Linked DNA regions of Mus musculus: region 2 is linked to region 1. A link is a contact called in public HiChIP or PLAC-seq data. All regions are on one chromosome and are shown on one strand. The core of a region is the stretch at or near the end of the contact, and the rest is flanking DNA. Distances in the headings are between cores, read along the strand shown.

Evidence for each region. HiChIP or PLAC-seq counts read pairs in DNA pulled down with a chosen protein or histone mark.
Region 2: a contact with region 1 is called in an H3K4me3 HiChIP or PLAC-seq map of the SCID.adh cell line, with 15 read pairs. The contact joins the promoter of Tex2 here to the enhancer-like site in region 1. A contact is called at or near these places in 6 of 39 promoter capture datasets (the C10 cell line, cranial neural crest, frontonasal cranial neural crest and 2 more), 1 of 15 datasets of contacts at CTCF or cohesin (large pre-B cells), 47 of 484 Hi-C or Micro-C datasets (B cells, CD4 single positive thymocytes, CD8 T cells and 36 more), 20 of 115 datasets of contacts at active chromatin or transcription factors (the 230-238 cell line, the HPC-7 cell line, the SCID.adh cell line and 12 more) and 3 of 9 other capture datasets (adipose tissue, liver and pancreatic islet).

The regions. Positions count from the first base shown.
Region 1 is chr11:106,436,412-106,443,279 of GRCm38.p6, reverse strand. Ern1 (endoplasmic reticulum (ER) to nucleus signalling 1) reads left to right here. Exons shown (of 22, transcript NM_023913.2): 3 at 6,157-6,190. Among named protein-coding and RNA genes, the nearest start is that of Ern1, 48 kb to the left of the region's middle. Within about 2 kb of position 3,674, at least 73 of the 459 cell types and tissues checked have an H3K27ac peak or open chromatin away from gene starts, as enhancers often do. A contact at or near this core is called in CD4 single positive thymocytes, the G1E-ER4 cell line, the HPC-7 cell line and 11 more, where this site is marked.
Region 2 is chr11:106,609,294-106,616,161 of GRCm38.p6, reverse strand. Tex2 (testis expressed gene 2) reads left to right here and starts at 3,232. Exons shown (of 12, transcript NM_198292.3): 1 at 3,232-3,304.

The sequences.
Region 1 (6,868 bases), core at 2,425-4,924:
CATAAGCAAATTTGCATACCAATGAGAGGGCAAAGTTTGTTTTTTTTACATAAAAGAATTAAGTCCTGTATGTGTGTGAGTGTGGTATATGTTGATGTGTATGTGTGTGTACACACTGTACACACACATGAAAATACAAAAAGGTGAAAAGTAAAGATATCTTTCTAGAGAGAGAAAAGTCTCGGCTGAACACTTGACACTGTAGGACATGGGGCATCTTCATCAGTTCCCAGTCGATCACTTGTTTTGATTTTATAACTCATTGTCGAGAACCCACTTCATACAAATCTGTAGTACAGAATGACGGAAGTATATTTAGTGTCATTTCAGAAATGGTTGGAAATCTCCATAATGATTTCTTTTTTATGAATGTAATGTCAGTGACTCAAACATCAGTTCTTAATATTTGTTTATTTACTTTGAGATAAGTTCCCACTTTGAGCCATGGCTAACCTGTAACTTGCTATGTAGACATTGTTGTCCTCAAACTCAAGGGATTCATGCCTGTCTCTGTTGCCTGAGTTCTGGGGTTAAGGCGTGGACCACCAAACCTGGCTCAAACATCAATTTTTTTTTTTTTTTTTTTAAAGATTTATTTATTTATTATATGTAAGTACACTGTAGTTGTCTTCAAATACACCAGAAGAGGGCACCAGATCTCATTACGGGTGGTTGTGAGCCACCATGTGGTTGCTGGGATTTGAACTTCAGACCTTCGGAAGAGCAGTCGGGTGCCCTTACCCACTGAGCCATCTCACCAGCCCCAAACATCAATTTTTAAGTCAAACAATAATTCGATACAATCTAAAGGTAATGGTGTTTTGATACATTCTCAGTGTGTAAAGAAATTAGGGAAATATTAATGGCTTTTGTTTTTTAATTAAATTATGTAATCTGTAACTAAGGCATATTTCTTTTGTTACTGGTAGTGGGTTTTGTTGTTGTTAGTTTGTTTGATATACTCTCAACCCAGGCTACCTTAAAATTTACTTCTGTGCAGCTGGGGATGACCTTTGAACTTCTGATTTCTCCACTGTACCACCTCCTAAATTTGGGTATTGTAGGTGTGCTCTACCATAATTGACTTTAAACCATTGTTTTTCTATGAGAGCAGAAAACTTTGAATGTACAATAATGTTCATAACATACAGGCTCTGATTGAAGCTGCAGTGTTTCAGGAAGTATTAACTGATGCTGTGTGGCACGATGGCATTCAAGGTGCAAAGTATATGTGTGCATTCAGGACCTGGCTGCAGTGAGGTTGTGTAGTATATATAGTGTGGGTGAGGGCTGCCAAGGACACCTTGGTGTCAGAAAACTTTCACTGCTGTCAAATTCTTCCTGATCCTCACATTCAATTATGCAGCCCCCTGTGGGTTTAAGAAGTTGGGCTTTGTTAATAATGCAGCGTACTCAATCCTGGCATTGGAGATGTCATTTGTGTGTCTGTCTCTCTGTGTGTATTTGCTTCTTGGGCTTTGTTTGTTTGTTTGCTTTGTTCTGCTCTGTTTGTTTGTTTTTCCTTCCTTCCTACCTCTTTCTTTCCTTCTGTCTTTTACATTCCTACCACAGTTTCCCCTTCCCCCTCTCCTCCCAGTCCCCACCTTCTCCCAACATTTACTCCTCCTTGTTTTCTCTTCAGGAAAGGGCAGGTCTCCCATGGCACATCAAGTTGTAATAAGACGAGGCACCTCTTCTCCTATTAAGGCTAGGCAACCTAGTAGGAGGAAAGGATCCCCAAAGTGAGCCACAGAGTCACAGACAGACAGCCCCTGCTCCCACTGTTCCAAGTCTCTCAAGAAGACCAAGCTATACAACTGTGCAGAGGTCCTAGGTCAGACCCTGTGAGCTCCTATGAGCACAGCTTAGTTGATTCTGTGGGGTTTCTTGTGGTGGTCTTTACCCATCTGGCTCCTATAATACTTCCTCCCCAATTTGTTTTCTAAAAAGGGGGTTGAGGATGGAGTTGGATGAATGGGAAAGTGGGGAGGATCTGGGAGGAGATAAGGGAGGAGAAAACCATGATAAGAATATATTATATGAGCCGGGCGTGGTGGCGCACGCCTTTAATCCCAGCACTCGGGAGGCAGAGGCAGGCAGTTGAGGCCAGCCTGGTTTACAGAGTGAGTTCCAGGGCTATATAGAGAAGCCCTGTCTTTAAAAAAACGGTGTTGGTGGGGGGCTGGAGAGATGGCTCAGCAGTTAAGAGCACTGACTGCTCTTCCAGGGGTCCTGAGTTCAATTCCCAGCAACCACATGATGGCTCACAACCATCTGTAATGGAATCTATGCCCTCTTCTGGTGTGTCTGAAGAGAGCAATAGTGTACTCATCATATACATAAAATAAATAAATAAATCTTGAAAAAAGAATATATTATATGAAAAAAACCTATTTTCAAAATAAACAAAAAAATATAGTGTACTCAAGAAGCCAGTCTCCGGTGAAAGATGGAGGGAATAATTTGTAGGGTAGAGGCTGAGGTGCTGGTAGCACCTAGTACAAATGTCCAGTTGATTCTGAGAAAATAGCTCCAAGTAGGGACCTAGGCCACCCCCCACCTTGTAGTTAGGGCTGGTTATAGATGCCCCTCCAGATGGAGCAAGACAGTACTCTGTCTGTCGGAGATGGGGACATTTTTACACTTCTGCCCTGATGAGCTCAGATGAGAAAGTATGGGCATCTGCTCTCCCAGTCCTGTCTCTGGTTAACCAGGGAGAGTAGATTAGCACAGTGTGGTAGCAGTGCCACCTGCCCTGGCCCAGGATGGAGTTTGATCCTTCCAGGGCAGCAGTGAGCAGGCTGGTTTCTTCCCAGGGTAACCTTGGGAGAGACCCAGCATTGTTTTCAGTGCTATTTTCCCAAAGCGTTACCTCATCTTTTCCTTGAGTTATACCCACTTAACCCTCCTTTTAAAAAATCATTATTATTATTTCTGTAAGTAAAACAGCTCAGTGAGGTTGGTATTTACCCTTCCTTACCTGGCCTGTGTTGCAGGAGTGTTTGCTTACAGCCCTGGAGTTGCCCAGGGTTTCTTTTCACCAGCTGACACTTGTAAGCAAGTATCATGCCTGATGTATAGTTGTCATTAGTAAATCAAAAACCACTTTCCATGTTGATCTTTCATCACATCACGGTTTCAAGTCATGTTTATTTTTGTTTTTGTTGAGGGTCACAAAAGTGTTCATCTTTAACCTTTATTAATGTAGGAAATTCCAAGCATATATACAAAAAATAGTGAAAAGACTGTGTGTCCCTGATTCTGTTTCTAACAAGTTACTAGCACTCTGCCACTTTGTGCTAATCTGCCCCATACACAACTCTTTTCTGTATTATTTTCGAGCAAATCTTGGATTCTCCTTGCACCAGATAAGGTCTCACTAGCCCAGGCTGGCCTTGAACTTTGAAATCTCCTGCCTCATGCTTCCAAGTGCTAGAACTCCATGCATATATTACCATGCCTGGCTATCAGATTGTTCTTTAAGAAGAGAAGGATCTGTAGAACAGGCTGCTGTTACCCCTCAGAAGCTGAGTCGCATATCGCTTGCTTCTGTCAGAGGTGTCTTAATAAATGAGTTTTTAATCTGGTCTATACCTTAGCAGAAACGTGTCCAGGTACCCTGTTATTCTGAGTATATAGCAAGTGTAAAGGAAACCACATGGCCACACCCCTAAAGTTTATCTTTTCCTTAGAAAGCAAGAATATTCCTTTATCACTGATGTTGTTGGTAGAGGGACACTGATGTTGTTGGCAGAGGGAACCTTGTGTTTTCCACTGATATTCTGTATCTTATGGTGCAGGCCTCAAAAAATAAATAAATAAATAAAATCAAAGAGCCAGTAGATAAGCCATAAAAAGCTAGGAAAATCTGCCTCTGAAGTCCATGAGACTGAGCAGACATTGTACAGCAAAGATCAAATTATGAGCAGGAATTCAAACACTTTAACATCCATGTCTTATTTTTATATTTGCTAGGTTTTAGCAGTACCTCTGCCCTCTGTTTTACCTGTGGCACCATTAAGTGGCTGAAGTGAGCAAAAAAGATGGCTTTTTACAGTGTTGTGCTTTCTTTGGAGTCTGACATTCTTGCTTTTGCTGGCTTGTGTGGCTTGCCTGGCTTTGAGGCTGAGTTGGAGATGCTGGGCCCTAATTGCACCTTGCCTGCTTTATTTCAGTTGAGTGAGTGTCGTATGCCTTTATTTCCTGTCTCTTGCATCAGTCTGTTTGTGAGAGTGTACTGAGAGGTGATTAATGGGAAAGATAAACATGTGCTTACTGACTGAAAGTTCACCCTGTTTCCTGTGAGTCCTTTGCTTTAGTGAATTTGTTTGCTACCTGCACAGCACATCTGGTGTGTGTCTCTGTTGTAAGCACAGGCAGTATATGATAAGGCTTGAAAGACTACTTCACAGGCGAGTCCCAAGTGACAAGAAGATCAGACAGCAGTCTGTCACCATGAGCCTCCTGAGTCTAGAACTCTGCATACAAAATCTTGCTAAAACGTTTTCCTCTCTTCTGCTCTATAGCTGTGGGCATTTGTTGGCAGTGCTGCCTCACTGTGCAGCCTCTTCCCTGAGGTCTTCAGATGTGGCAGCCTGCTCCTGCTACTCAGGCCCTCTCCACACTGTCCATCCCAGCCAATCAGCAGCCTGGTCTTCCGTTATGCCCAGGAGAAGAATTTGGCCAGAGTTTACTGCTGTAAACAGAGAAGGGAAAAAACAAAAAACAAAACAAAACAAACAAACAAACAAACAAAAAACCAAACCTCCATTTCTTTCTAATTGAAAAAGTAAAATCCAATCTTGTAGAAAATTTGAGAAAAATAAAAAAAGTGAAATTTGGTCATACTTTTAAAAAGAAGATCATTAGACTTTGGATCTTTCCATGTAGTGTTTTTCTGTTGTGCTGAAGGTTTTCTGTATTGTTACATTATAACCTATGTAGATGTGCCTTTTACCTGACTACATGACTGCAGAAGCAAAAAAAATTGTATATGCTTAAAACTTAGGCTTATTAGCACTGGGCCTGGTAGTGTAGAACTTGAATCCCAGCACTCAGGAGGTAGAGGCAGCCATTTCTGTAAGTTCAAGGCCAGCCAGAGCTAGTCAGACCTTGTCTCAAAACAAAATAAAAAAACCAACAAAAAGAAACATTTTATTAGACTTCTTAAGAGGCCTTAATTTTCCACCAAACAGATAATTTAACCATATCAAAGAATTTATAATGCTATTGTGAACATCTTTGTGCAAATAGCTTTTCTTGTATTTTATACTATTTTAAGCTAGATTTTATAGAAATACAATTAGTGGATCAAAGAAAATCATTACCTGAAGCCAGTAGGATTGCCATAAGCTCCGCAAGAGCATTTATTATCCAGTTAGCATCAGTTATGAAGTGTGGTGTTTCCTAATGGAAGGTATCCCAACAAAAAAACTAATGATTCAGTGTTTAGAAATTCCTGTGGTGGGGACTGGAGAGATGGCTCCAGATGGGTTAAGAACACTAGCTGCTCTTGTAGAGGACCTGGCATTAATACCCAACATGCATATGGCATTTCACAACCGTCTGTAACTCCACTGCCAGGCTTCCAATGCCCTCTTCTGGCCTCTGCAGACACTTTTTATGTACATGGCACAGAGACATACATGTGGGCAAAACATTCATGTATAAAATAAAAGTAAATATTTAAAAATTTTTATTAGATTTATTTTGTGCATGAATGTTTTACCTGTGTGTGTGTGTGTGTGTGTGTGTGTGTGTGTGTGTGTGTGTGTGTACACACACCATGTATGCTTGGTGCCCTCAGAAGTTAGAAGAGGGCATCAGTTCACCTTGAATTGGAGTTATAGATGGCTGTGAGGTGCCATGTGGGTTCTGGGAATCTAACCTGGGTCCTCTGCAGTAGCAACAAATGCTTAGAGCCACCCAACCATCTCTCCGGCCCACTATGTACCTTAGACTGTACTATGTACACTTAGTAAGAATTGTAAGCACGTACCTTTGTGCCTCTGTGTGTTTCCTGAAATGTCCTCACATGACTTACACAGTGGAGGTCAGCTTTAGTTGTTGGTACATCTTGTAAGTTGGTCCTGGAAAACCTCCAGGGCCCTGACATTTCCGAGCCCTTCTGATGATGCTTCTTGTTCTTTTGCACAGATCCAGTCCTGCAGGTCCCAACACACGTGGAAGAGTGAGTTTCCTTTTCTCCTCAGTATTTCCTTCTGACTTACCGTCTTATTTAGTTGCTGGGTACAAATATATGCACAAGTTTAAACTGTAACAAGAATTTTTGACACATAAAAATTCTCCATGTAGTATGATAGAAGCCTCTGTTCCTTGGTAAAGAAGAGGACAGTCATGTTAAAAAGGTTTGCGAGCCGGGCATGGTAGCGCACGCCTTTAATCCCAGCACCCTGTCTCGACACCCCCCCCCCCCCAAAAAAAAGGTTTGATTGAAATGGGACTTCTTGTCTTGTTTTTTGTTTTTCTTGAGACCTGGCTATCCTGGAGCTCACTATGTAGACCAGACTGGCCTCAAACTCACAGAGATCTACCTGCCTCTGCCTTCCTAGCACTGTGATTAAAGGTATGTGCCACAATGCCCAGTGACTTGAGATAGAACTTAAATTGAGTTTTGAACTGAACTTCTAAAGTCCAGTTCTCTTTTTAGGGTTTTTTATTTTTTTATTTTTTTATTTTTTTTGGTTTTTTGAGACAGGGTTTCTCTGTGTATGTAGCCTTGGCTGTCCTGGAACTCACTTAGTAGACCAGGCTGGCCTCGAACTCAGAAATCCGCCTGCCTCTGCCTCCTGAGTGCTGGGATTAAAGGCGTGTGTCACCATGCCCGGCTCCCGGTTCTCTCTCTCTC
Region 2 (6,868 bases), core at 1,983-4,482, 170 kb before region 1:
TTATGTTGATGGTTAGCTGATCAGTCTAATATTTGTGGAAGGCAAGGAGGGTGACGGTCACTGTTTCTTGTTTTTCTTCTAAGATGATGGCTTGGGACAAGTGGCCAAGAAGAGCTTCAAGCCGTGTCACCACTGAAACCCATGCTTGCCATGCAGTTCTGGGTGTCGTGGAGCAAAGACCCCAAGGACCACTTGACAAAATCAGAGTTGGAATTTAAGAATGTAAAGCCAACCAGCAACTGCCTGGAGAGAACAGATCTCACAGAGCAGCCCTGACTGCCTTTGGCAGGGAGCTTTTAATGGAAAAACAAAACAAAACAAAAACCCAAAATCCAAATGCATATCCCCGTTGGCAGCTGCAGGAGGAAGTGGAGCAAGCTAACAGCTTAACAGAAGCAAAAGTGTCAGTTAGCCAGGGCGCCTTGACCTCAAGTCCCTGTGGTGGAGTTTGGTAATTTTCTAAGAGACTTATTCATAAAAGGGAATGTAAGTGGGCTTGGGGGGGTGGGCTGTCAGCTCTGCGCCAGACCTTAGATGCCTGCAGGACACACAAGATGGTGGGACCTTGGCCCCGCCACACAGGTACTTCTGATTAGATTCCTCATTTCTCGAGACAACGATTTTCTCCCACCCCCTTTTTTCTCCCTCTCCTCTCGTCTCCCTGCTACTCTCTTCTGGGTTTGGATATACAACCCAGCTGGCCTCAAACTCTTGGGTAAGCTTCTGCCTCAGCTTCCCTGGTGCTGAGATTCCAAGTTCCAAGAGAGAGCATTACATTCAGCAGTTGATTGGTTCCTTCTAGAACCAACCAGGAGTGCTTCTGTGCACACCTATGAGGGAACTTCTTCTTCTTCTTCTTCTTCTTCTTCTTCTTCTTCTTCTTCTTCTTAAAGATTTATTTATTATTATATGCAAGTACACTGTAGCTGTCTTCAGACACCCTAGAAGAGGGCATCAGATCTTGTTACAGATGGTTGTGAGCCACCATGTGGTTGCTGGGTTTTGAACTCAGGACCTTTGGAAGAGCAGTCAGCGCTCTTAACCGCTGAGCCATCTCTCCAGTCCCTGAGGGATCTTCTTGATTAGATTGTGGGGAACCTTCTGCAGAGGCTGAGATCGGAGGGGGTCTGAGGGAATAGTTTATGCGGTTTGCCTGCCTGTCTTGGCCTCTTGATGGTGAATGCTCTTTCTGCTGCTGGGATCCTTCACCGACATCAGGACCCAATGTCTTTGAATTTTCAACACGGACTGAAGACCAGTTTCTCACCGAGAATCCCTCAGCCCTTTGATGAAAGACAGGGCCTACTGATTCATCCAACCTCATGGCCTGAGCTTCTCTGACTGTATTGTGTAAGCCAATCTGATAAATCCCCATTGTTTTCTGTATCTCTGACATCCATTCTATTCTCCCAGTGAAACTTGACTAATACAAGGGCTGGCCTCCAAATCCAGGGCAAAGACTTCTGGGTCACACAGGTGTCTGGGACACTAGGACTAGAAGTTGAATTCAGCCAGGAGGGTAGGCAGTAGGACTGGATGATGACATTGGAATGTGGTCTCAGAGGGGCAGGGTGTCCTTCTGGGGTTGACTGGTCCTAGTGCGGGCCATGGGAGGGTGTGTTTGCCATTAAATGCTTATGCATTATCTCACTGGTCAGAGAACAAGACTGACTTCCTTATGTGCTAGGTCACAGCCTTGCCTTTCCTCTTGGAGGAGTTCCAGCTGTCATCTGTTGCGTCTAGAGCCCGTCAACATTCAGTTCGTGCTGTGTCACATGCAGGGGGCCAGTCTGAGCTCCTTTTTGGTCTCTAGGTTTACTGACTAGCAAGTCTCCCAAACATATCATGGATTTTGATTGTACAGAGGAATCTAGCTTTATTTTCCGCCGGTTGAGTTTTAATTTCACAGCAATGAGAGACTCGAAAGAGTATGGCCCCTAGCCGGGCGTGGTGGCGCACGCCTTTAATCCCAGCACTTGGGAGGCAGAGGCAGGCGGATTTCTGAGTTTGAGGCCAGCCTGGTCTACAGAGTGCGTTCCAGGACAGCCAGGGCTACACAGAGAAACCCTGTCTTGAAAAACCAAAAAAAAAAAAAAAAAGCATGCCCCCCCAGAGCGCCCCCTACTGGAATCTCCTGGGGAAAGAATGTTGAAAAATAAACGGCCCAGACCCAGTCATTGCAAAGTTGAGACATGCTAGAGTCCTCTGGGATGGGCTGATGCTGAAGTTTGGGACCCACTCATTTAGAAGGCAAAGTTGATAAGCAAAGACACTCTCACAACCTGCCCCTGTGCTATGAGGGACCTGCGGGACCTGCCTACCCTCTGCCCCCTCCACCCCTCCCTTTACCCTGTAAGGAACTGATGGGTGTAAAAATAGCCTCCACCATTCCAAGCACATTTTAAGCGAGAACTCATTTTTAAAAGTCACCTTCCTTTATCTGGGCCCTAGACACGATCCCTCTAAGGTAAACTTATGTTATCCAGGTGTAGTGGTGTATGCCTATAGTCATAGCGGTAGAGGCAGAGGCAGGAGGCTAAGAGTTCAAGGCTATCTTCAGCTACATATCAATTCTGAAAACAGCCTAGTCTACAGGAGACCCTGTATTAAAAAAAAACCCAAGATCATAATATATGATATATTTACGTCACACGAATTCTAGGCGCTAATTCTACTAATCAGTTTGCGATTGGTTGTTACGGTCAGGTGTGGAGGAGGAGCTCAGACATCCAGTTTCTGGAACTAGCAGGGATTGATAAAGTCCGACGTCCTCCTAAGACCTCTGTTCCTAAGAATCTGCCTAGCCAGACAGTTTCCCTCACGGCTTGGAGGCACTTGTTGCTAAATTGCAGGAAGAGGAAATTAAGAAATGCAAAGAGCTGGGGAAAGCGCCTCAGTTTCAATTGGGAGAGTGCAACGCTCGCTCCTCCCACTGGGATTCTGCCAGGTAACCCGCAGTTTTTCGCGGCCTCCCCTTCTTTCCAGTCCGCAGCGCCGCAGCCCCTTTAACAGCCCTGACCGATCGCTGGCCGATCCTCCAGGCCCGTCGCGGGCGCGCGGCACTGGCTGGATTGGTCATGTCTGGTGCGCGGCTGGCCCCGCCCCCTCCGCCCTGTGGTTGGGCGGTGGGGGCCGCGGCCGCGGGGCGGGTCCGCCGGCGGGGCGGGACGGCCGGTGCCCGGGGGCGGGCGGGCAGCAGCACGGCGGCCCCAGCCAGAGCCGGAGCTGGAGCTGGAGCAGGAGCCGCGGCGGCCGCCAAGTACGGGCGCCGGTGTAGTAGGATGAGGCAGCCAGCGGATCCGGGGTGAGCGCGCTCCGGGCCAGGTGGGGCGACGGGCGGAGCAGGCCCTGACTGGGTGGCCCGGCTACGGGACACCGGCAGCTCCCGCAGCCGTTGGCGCAGCGGGGCTCGGTCCCTTCCACACTACCAGGGCTCGGGACGCCGGCATGGGTGGCCCCGGGAGAGACCTTCCCTGCTTGGGGGCCGGGCAGGGCGGAGTCGCCCCGGGGCGGGAGGTGCAAGCCGTCAGGTCCCAGCCTAGCGTCCGCGGCTCGGTGTGGGTCCGGGAAAGCAGCATTCACACGCTCGTTGAAGGAAAACACTTGTCACCTCTGTGCGTGGGGCCCTTGCCGTCCTCCGCCCCCTGGGCCACCGTGGGAGAAGCTTGGGAATGGAGGAGCGCGGTTACTTTTGCGCGAATCTGTCAGTGGCTGTCGGCGCCTCGCTTGTTTTTCTCCCAACTCCTGGCGGACACCGGGGACCGAGGGGTGGCTTGTGTGCTTTCAAAGGGAGGTGGCGGCGTACCAAAAACCGGGGAGATCGGAAGGTTAACAAGTGACATTGGGCTGAGGCCTAACGCTAGCTGCCCCGCTGGGAGCATGGAGATGACGGTGGTGGAGACCGGGGGACCGATGCAGGGACAGGAGCTGCCGGCTCCATTGCACCACATGCCACTCCGGAGTGCCGACTCTACGCGCGGGAGTTGGTGCAAGGGAGTTTTTCCCCCACTGAAAAACGATTTTTGGAAAACTTAGCCCCTCAGTGGGTTGATGGTTACCTAAACCATCAGTTGTTATGGTTACACGGCATCAAATTTAAGGGCAAAGTCTGTTAAACACCCTCGCTCTTTTTTTTCCCCTTAGAGCTAAGGAGTACTTACTTTGTCATTAGATTTCATAGATGAGGAGGACATATTTTTTTAGAGTTAAAGGAAAAGTGTGACAACCTGAAGACACAGGTTGTGTCCTGTTCCGGTGTGAGGTCCAAATGTCTTGACACCATTGCTCAATTGAGAGGAATTGTCTTTTCAGGAGCTAGATTAAATCCAAAGAGAAAGTGAATTGTATGTGGAAAATAACAAGGGAAACTGAGGGACAAGTGATCTCTGGCGCTTGGGGAAGGGAGTTTGAAGGGTCTGGATTTATTGGCCGGTGAGAAACGTTTCTGTTAGCTTTTCCCAACCCTTAAATGGTTTCAGTATCTTTTCAGAGTCTTCCAAACAGATAAATGTCTTCAGGCTACGAGAATGAAGCCAGAGTGTGGCTGATCTTTGCTCCTTGGGCTCCCAGGGAGGGGACATGAAGGCTTGGAGAGGGATAGAGGAGGGCTCTGGGGGACTGCACATCCTTGTACGTGTGTCTTCAGGAAAGGAGATGAGCAAGGAGATTCAGATTAGAACGTGGAGGTGATGAAGTTCACTGACAGGTAGTAAAGGATAGGCGAGGAAGGACAGTTTGGGCTGAGTGGCGAGAAGTGAGAGCTGTAGCCGATGCTAGACCACTAGCCGATGCTAGACCACTGTATGTGATTAGAGGTTATGTTCTTAGACTGCTTCTAGGAAAGGCAGCAAAGGTTAGGCTGCCCCCAACCTCCTATGTGTGTGTATGTAGTATGTGTGTATTATGTATGTATGTATGTATGTATGTATGTATGTATTTTGAGAAAAGGTCTCTCATATCCCAGGTTGGCCTTGTTCCTAGCTGAGATAGACATTGAATGTCTGATCCTTTTGCTGCCAGTTCCTGAGCGCTAGGGTTTCTGTCCTGCGTCTCCACACCAGGTTTGTGTGGTGTTGGAATCAAAGCCAGGGCTTCATGTGTGGTAGGCAAGCCCGCTACCAATTGAGCCATCTCCTCAGCCTGATGACACTAAGACTAACTGTAGGATTTTATGAACAAAGACATTGCCCAGAGTCAAAAATATTTATTTGATAACTTTTTATTGAGAGTCTGTGATGTGCTAGAATCTGCTAGGCTTTGTGGCTGTGGTAGGGGTGGAGGAGGAGGAAGGAGTTCCATCAAAGTCAAAAGCTCTTGTTTTCTGAGGCCCTTGAAGTAGGAAGAGAGAAATATACAGAATGTTACTCAATAAAAACAGAGAGGGAGAAATCTTTCTGCCTCAGATTACTTTGATAGCAAACTGAATCTTCAAAGGCCAGTTTCTGTGTCAGGTTCAATACAAAATTATATTCATCTTTATGTTTGTTGGCCAGTGTCTTGATGTTAGGCGTCTTGTCTTTCCCTTTTTCTTACGAGTTCATTAATTCACAAATTAGGAAGATCATTGCAGAATGCTGCCCTCAAGGTTTTCTTTCCATCCTTTTCCTTTTTTCCTTCAAGGAATTCTGTCTCCGGTTTGACCCTTAGTATCTTCTAAGAGTCCCACTTAGGGCTTGTTGAGGTCACAGGGGTTTTGGATTCTTTGATTCTCTCCCAGAGCAGAAGCTGACTGGAGCTGAAGAGGTGGGGCTTTGGTCTTGTCTTGTCTTGTCTTGTCTTGTCTTTCCTTTCCTTTCCTTTTCTTTTCTTTTCTTTTTTTTTTTTTTTTTTTTGACACAGTGTCCTGAAACTCTCTCTGTAGGCCAGGCTGGCCTTCAGCTCAGAGATCCACTTGCCCCTGCCTCCCAAGTGCTGGGATTAAAGTTGTGCGCCACTGCTGAATAAAGGTGTTTTTTCAAGTCGTAGGTCTTTTTGAACCCAAGACCTGCTTTTCCCATTGTACTGTACGGCTTTGCTTTTCCTGGAGCCAAGTGGAGTTTGCGAGAGTTAACTTAGGGCAGCGTCCATATGACAGGTCAGGCTTGGCTCTGGCTAATGAGCTGCTGTGCTGTGTCTGTGAACAGTCAGCATCTGGTGTCCTGCCTCTGTGTGGTGGAATTTTGGGGCGGGGTGGGGGTGGTCCTTAGGAAGTCTGGGGGAGAGGTAATCCAGCTTTCTGGGACTGCATCACCAGTGTGTCTGCTCACCAGCTTGGTGACCTTGGGGAAATTGCTGTCTTTGTGTACCTCAGTCTCTTCACCTGTCGAGACAGTATTCACGGGCGTCGCAACACCAAGACAATGCAATTTGTATCACTGTAGTGTTCATGACAACAGCCAAGATTTACAGAGCCTTACAGTGTGGCACATGAGACGTTTTTAGGTGTGTGAAATATTGGTGGTCTTATAGTCAGTGGTCTTAGCTTAGATGGACAGTGGTAGTGGATTATTTATAGGCAGTTATGAGGAGGGTTAAGTGAGGTCATTGGTGTGTTTGGCATACAGTGAGCCCCCGGACCACTTGATGCTGTCACGTGGCAGAGTGAGCAGTTAGCTGTAGGTGCCTCGAGCATCCAGGAAGCTTTGACACTCAGAGCCCTGGTGATTATCCATGGACAGGGATCCTGGCCTGCAGGAACGGTTTCCTGTGTGCCTGGAGTGCTACTTACTGTCTTTTAGGTAACTGCTGTCCCCATGAGAAGCATTAACCTCAGGAACTAGTGAGCCACGGGCAGTCAGCTCCCTTTGTCCTGGCTGTTCACTAAGTTTTTTTTTTTTTGTCACCTTTAAATCCCTCAGTTAAAAATAAAGATCGATTTAAAAAGACTGGA